Regions from separate parts of the Hordeum vulgare genome. Here region 2 is linked to region 1. A link is a contact called in public Hi-C data. All regions are on one chromosome and are shown on one strand. Each heading gives the region's core, a stretch centred on a gene start, on an enhancer-like site or on the middle of the called end of the contact. The rest is flanking DNA. Distances are from core to core; before and after follow the strand shown. Region 1 has its middle 18 kb from the start of LOC123428596. Region 2 holds the start of LOC123426998 (F-box protein At1g70590).

The links. A called contact is a pair of places that touch in the nucleus more often than the background predicts.
Region 2: a Hi-C map of leaf shows a contact between it and region 1, with 3 times the contacts expected there. The contact joins the promoter of LOC123426998 here to the enhancer-like site in region 1. A contact is called at or near these places in 2 of 6 Hi-C or Micro-C datasets (leaf and seedling).

The regions. Positions count from the first base shown.
Region 1 is chr2H:525,010,523-525,013,453 of MorexV3_pseudomolecules_assembly, forward strand. No RefSeq gene overlaps it. Among protein-coding and RNA genes, the nearest start is that of LOC123428596, 18 kb to the left of the region's middle. Within about 2 kb of position 1,474, at least 3 of the 3 cell types and tissues checked have open chromatin away from gene starts, as enhancers often do. A contact at or near this core is called in leaf and seedling, where this site is marked.
Region 2 is chr2H:525,108,941-525,111,871 of MorexV3_pseudomolecules_assembly, forward strand. It overlaps LOC123426998 (F-box protein At1g70590), which reads left to right and starts at 1,460. Exons shown (of 5, transcript XR_006622353.1): 1 at 1,460-2,139; 2 at 2,547-2,680.

The DNA.
Region 1 (2,931 bases), core at 224-2,723:
TCAAGGATCCGTCGGGGAGTCATCCGTGATCAGAGTGGACAATTCATTGCAGCGACGAATGAAAGAATGGATATATGCTTTCATTCATTTACAACACAGGCTTTAGCTGTGAGGTTCGGTTTGAATCTCGCAAGAACAGTGGGATGCAGCAGAATTGTGGTAAGTTCTCACAATCTGGATATTGTGGAAGCCCTAAAAATGGCAATTCCTCTTCGGTGGCTTCAGCAATTATCGATGACTACTTCTTCATGGCTTCTGATTTCAATCATGTAGTTTATGATCATTGTTTCACATAGCCCTTGAAATGGCCAGGCTTGTTAAATTTTCTTCTCCTAGTTGTTGGTTAGATTCAACACCTCCTGAGGTTCTCTCCTTACTTGTAAATGATACTACTATTCTAGACTCTGAATAAAGGAGGGAAAGTTTCAAAAAAAAGGAGAAGGTTCTGCTCGGGTTTAACTTTCAATTGTTTTATTACCTCCGTCTCCTTTTTCCTTTTTTCTAATTCCTTTTTTTCTCTTTTTTCGTTTTCTGTGTGTTACTGTTTTCCTTCTTCCTCGTTTCTTTCCTCATCATTTTTTTACTTTCCTAAATGCGTGAACATTTTCGAAATCGAGGATTTTTTAAATTTGATTAAATTTTGTTTGCAAAATGATTGTACTCTTTCTATGAAATTGTGAACTATTTTTAAAATTTAATTATATGTTTTTCAAACTCGATGGACTTTTTCAATTTGATAAAAAATCAAAATTGATGAACTTTTCTCAATGTTTATGAAAAAACAAATTTGATTAACATTTTTCAAATATCGTGAACTCTTTTCAAAGTGTATGAAAAAAAATCAAATTCGATGAACTTTGTTCAAATCAGATGAACTTCTTTCTAAAATTAGGTGAACTTTTTCCAGATATGTGAACTTTTTTCAAAATTAATGAACTTATCTCAAAGTTTATAAAAAAATCAAATTTGATTAACTTTTTCAAATTTGGTGAACTCTTTTCAAAGTTTATGAAAAAATCAAATTTAATGAACTTTTTTCAAATCGGATGAACTTATTCCTAAAATTAGGTGAACTTTTTCAGATCTGTGAACTTTTTTTCAAAAATTTGATGATTTCTTTTAATTTTTTATTAACTATTTTTTCTAAATTGTTATTTTTCAAAATCAATAAACTTTTCTTGAATAGGGTAAGTTTTTTTTTTTGCATGTTTATGAACTTTTTTTCGAAATCTGCAAAGTTTCTTTTTTAATGAAAATCATGTATGAGCGGTGAAGATAGTTTATAGAAATTTAGCACTGCAGTATGTCATATGTGGCGGCATGCCCTATTGGTTACCGAAAACATTTAACGTAGTGCAAGTCGCTAGTTCAATTCTCTGCGCGAACATAATTTTTTTCGAGCATTTTCTGCAGTGCCCCGTCGTGGGCCGGTCCATTTTGAGCTGTAGTGAGCGCCCCTTCTCCTAATGGGCGCCGAAGGCGCTGACTAGCGACTCCCCATACATGGTCACTTCGTGAAACTGTCACTCCCTCACGTAGGTATTGGGCTGACCTATCTTTTTCTTTTCTTCGCTGGCGACTCGCTCAGGTTTCGGACGAAGATGATCGTAATATTACGTTGCTTTTCTGTGTTTTTTTGAGTTTTCTTAGTTTTCATCCTTTTCAGCACATGCGTACATCTTTTTACACATTATCACTTTTTTGTACACGTCAAGAACATTTCTGTATTATATGTTTAATTTCCACATAATATTTGATTAGCATTTTAAAAAAATATATGTATTCATGTCTATTTTTTTCACACATATTTCTATTTTTTCGGTACACACATGAACAATTTATATACAGGTTTAACATTTTTCATACACATGATTAACATGTTTGCATATATATGTTTTGATGTCTACTTTTCTTGGTACCTCGTATCTTTTTCTTATACATACTAAATCTATTTTTATATATGTTTAATATATTTTAGTACATATTTAATATTTATCATATACATGATTAACATTTTCTGTAATATTTATTTTAATATATTTTTTCATACACATTATACATTTTTGATATGTATGTAATTTTTAAAGTAGTTATAACCATTCAAATGAGCCAAACAAGATATGTGGCAAAAATCATTTAAAAGCTATACAAGCCTGTGCAATAAGTTAATGCAAAGGAGTCACACATGAGCAGATCTACAAGCACTAACTTGGACAAAAATTACAGATTCCGGGACTTAGTGAAAATCTCAGATTTTCACGAGTTGCTTATGCTCTGAAGCGTTTTGGCAGCCTCCAAAATGATACTACAGGAAGTGAGTAAGCATGAAATTTAACAGGGAGCTAGACAAACACAAAAGCTCACAAACTTTAGTTTGTTGCATGGGCTGATTCCCAACACGTGAGCTTTTGCAACCAAAACAACATGGGAAGAAAATAACAGCGGATTCTCAGACTTCGTGAAAATCACAGATTTTCACAAGTTGTCAGTTTCAGCCAAGTGTCAACTTTGACAAGGCACAAAAGGTGAATAAAAATTTCTATGAATAAAACAAAGACCCCATGTTGTCGAGGGGTTCACCCACAACTACTACATCAAGGATTCATTCTCATAGGGTCAAAGCACCACATAATACAAAGCTCTAAACATGGCATCATGACAGAAAAATGACAGTTTATGAAGTTGCTCTAAAGTGAAATCTGATTGCACCACTGGATTCCTGGGATGTTTCTACCCAAAAGCATATATAATACATGGGTACTTCCATGTAACATCTAGGCACAAAGCTAGCTCGAAACACAACCCTAGGATCCAACAAGGCATGTAGGAACAATATCACATGTAAATTATCACTTGTAGCATCAACTACTCCTACATATGCATACACACACAAGCCCATACAACACTACATCACACCATAGTGGCAAGCAT
Region 2 (2,931 bases), core at 210-2,709, 98 kb after region 1:
CACTTCTCATGTATTGAGATTTGAAGCTCTCCATGTCAATCAAACAGAGGCAAGAGTAGGATATTACACTGCACGATGTCCCGAACCTGGGTAGCTTGCGCGTCTTCGTCGTGTTTTGTGAGAGTGTGTGCCCTAGTCACCGTCTCACTATAGTTGTGGTCCGATCTTAGGCTACCAAGAAAAGCTCACAGTGTTTGAACCTTGGTTTTTTGGAGAAGTCCTTGGACGCAGGTCCCAGGCTCCGGCAGGTTTCCGATGCAAAATGACTCTACAAAATAATAAATGAAGGCATCTATGTTACTAGATCTATGACACTACCCACTATGAAAATAGTAACATAGACTAGTAATATATGCATGTTACTAGTGTAAGTTAGGGCATGTTTTGGATTGTTCCGTTTCATCAAAATTAGTTCCGCTCCATCAAGTTTACTTTGGAGCAGTTTCATACAGGAGTTGCAACTCTTTCAAAGAGAAAGTTTGGCTTTCATCTAGCTTGAGCTTCACAAATGGAAAATTTGGTGGAGAAGATCTATTTGATTGGACGAGAGGGAAGAAACAAAGGGGTATCCACTTAGTGATGGGAGTGATGGGTAATTTTCTTCCAACTTCACCTTCTATAATTTTATGAAGCCCCCCCTAGAGAGTTTCACAAAAAACAAGGAGTTGTATCCTAGATTCTTGTTTTTTAGCGGAGCGGTATCTCAGGGCTTATTTAGGACTGCTCCATTCCTAGAAATTCAGCTTCGCTCTAGAAAATACAAGGCAAACACGATAGCTCCACAATATACCGCTCCATAAAAAAAATAGAATCTCGGATACAACTCCATGTTTTTTGTAAAGCTCTCTTTAGGAGGTGCTCCAAAAAAAAGCTGTAGTTGGAAGGAAATTACCCATCACTGTCACTAGTAAGTGGATACCCTTTTGTTTCTTCTTACTCATCGAGTGATATACTCCCTCCGTCCGGAAATACTTGTCCAAAAAATTGATATAATGGATGTATCTATAACTAAAATAAGTCTAGATACATTCATCTCTAGGACAAGTATTTCCGGACGGAAGGAGTATATCCTTTCCACCAAATTTCTCATTCTTGAAGCTGGAGGTAGATGAAAGCCAAACACTCTTTTTGAAAGGGTTACAACTTCTGTAATTCCAAAGTAAATTAGGTGAAGCAAAACTATTTTAATGGATTAAAGCAGTCCCGTCCTAATGCTATCTTGTTTGGCTTACTTTTTTAAAACAGGGCTGATTTTTATGAAGCCACAGGAGTTTCAAACATGCCTTACTCTCCACTCCACATATGACTAGCCTAATGGTCTCCTCAAAATAATCCTGAAAAAATGAAACCTCCGCCGCCGCGCGCGACGTGTCACTGTCAAGCGGCCCAATTGCGTGGCTGCCTTGACATGGGCCCACGGATCATCAAGACCTAACCAGCTTAACCCACCCGTGAACACATTGACCTCCCCGGCCCCCGCACTGGTGCACACCCCACCCTCCGCAATCCCGTCCCCCCAAACCGCTTCCCCCCGAACGCAGGGCGGCTCAACGCGTCCCCATCCCCTCATGGACGCCGCGAGCCGCACCTGGCCGCCGCCCAACCCCTCGCCGTCTCCCTTCTCCTCCCGGCTGCGCGCGTCCTCGGACCCCCACCGCCGGCGCCGCCGCCGCCACTCCAAGAAGCCCAAGCCGGAGCCGCCTGCTCCCCCGCCCAAGAACGCGCCCGTCTGCTCCGGCGCGGACTTCGCGTCCCTCCCGCCGGAGCTCCTCCACCGGGCGCTGTCCGCGGTCGGCGCCGCAGACGTCTCGGCCGCCAGCCGTGCGTGCCGCTCGTGGCGGGACGCGCTGCAGCCGCTCCGCGAGGCGGCGGCGCTGCACGCGCACGGGCGCCGCCTCAAGCACGGCCCCGCCGTTCCCGCCGGACTCGACGGCGAGGGGCGGCGCGAGGCGGCGAGGCATAGCGCGCTGGGCCTTTTCAAGCGGGCGGCGAGGCTGGGGTCCGCGGCCGCGATGGTGGACGCCGGGCTGATGTGCTGGGAGGAGGGGCGGCGGGAGGAGGCGGTGGGGTACTACCAGGCGGCGTCGGAGCTGGGACACCCTGTCGGCATGTGCAATCTCGGAGTGTCCTACCTCGAAGGTATCGTAGATTTGGCCTATATTTCCTTTCTTGGAGGGTTGTTCCAGCAGGTAGCAAAATGATTGATAGGACGAATTTGTCTAGTCCCGAAGTATCCTGATTGGCAAGCCAGGCGTGATTAGATTCCTTTGCGGCACAGTCGAGGTTATAGTCTTTCAAGTAAAATCAATGACATATGACTTAGATGTGCAATGCATAGGGCACATCTAGATGTGGTTTAGCAAAACTGTTTAAGTAAACTATGAGGGTCTTTCAGTCTGATTATAACCTCTAAAGGGTGGTAAATACCCAACTTGCAGAGGAAATACCTTTTATGTATCTTATCGACTTTTTTGAAATCAAACTCTTCATCTCAGATCATTAGAAATTCAGAATTGACAATGTTGCCAAATCTCTTTACACTACAGCTGATCCACCCCAGGCCGAGGAAGCTGTTAGATGGTTTTATCCAGCTGCATCCGCAGGCAATGTTCGTGCCCAGTACAACCTAGCCCTCTGCTTGCAGAATGGAAAAGGAATCAAGCGTAATCAACGGGAAGCTGTAAGATACCAGCTCTGTGTTACACAACTGTGCTTTACAAAACAATTCCCATATCAAAATAATTAGTTACTCTAGACGCTTACAGGTGCAACCAGTTTCATTTTTGTGATATCTTTCTGTGAGATTTATTGGTAGAGTTGCATTAGAAGCCTCTAGGTATTCTTATTTTAGCTTTATGGGGATTTTGAAGCTGATTTGTTGCGCTTTCATGCTTTTAGTTGTTGAATTTTGCTTAGAGAACAGATTCATTG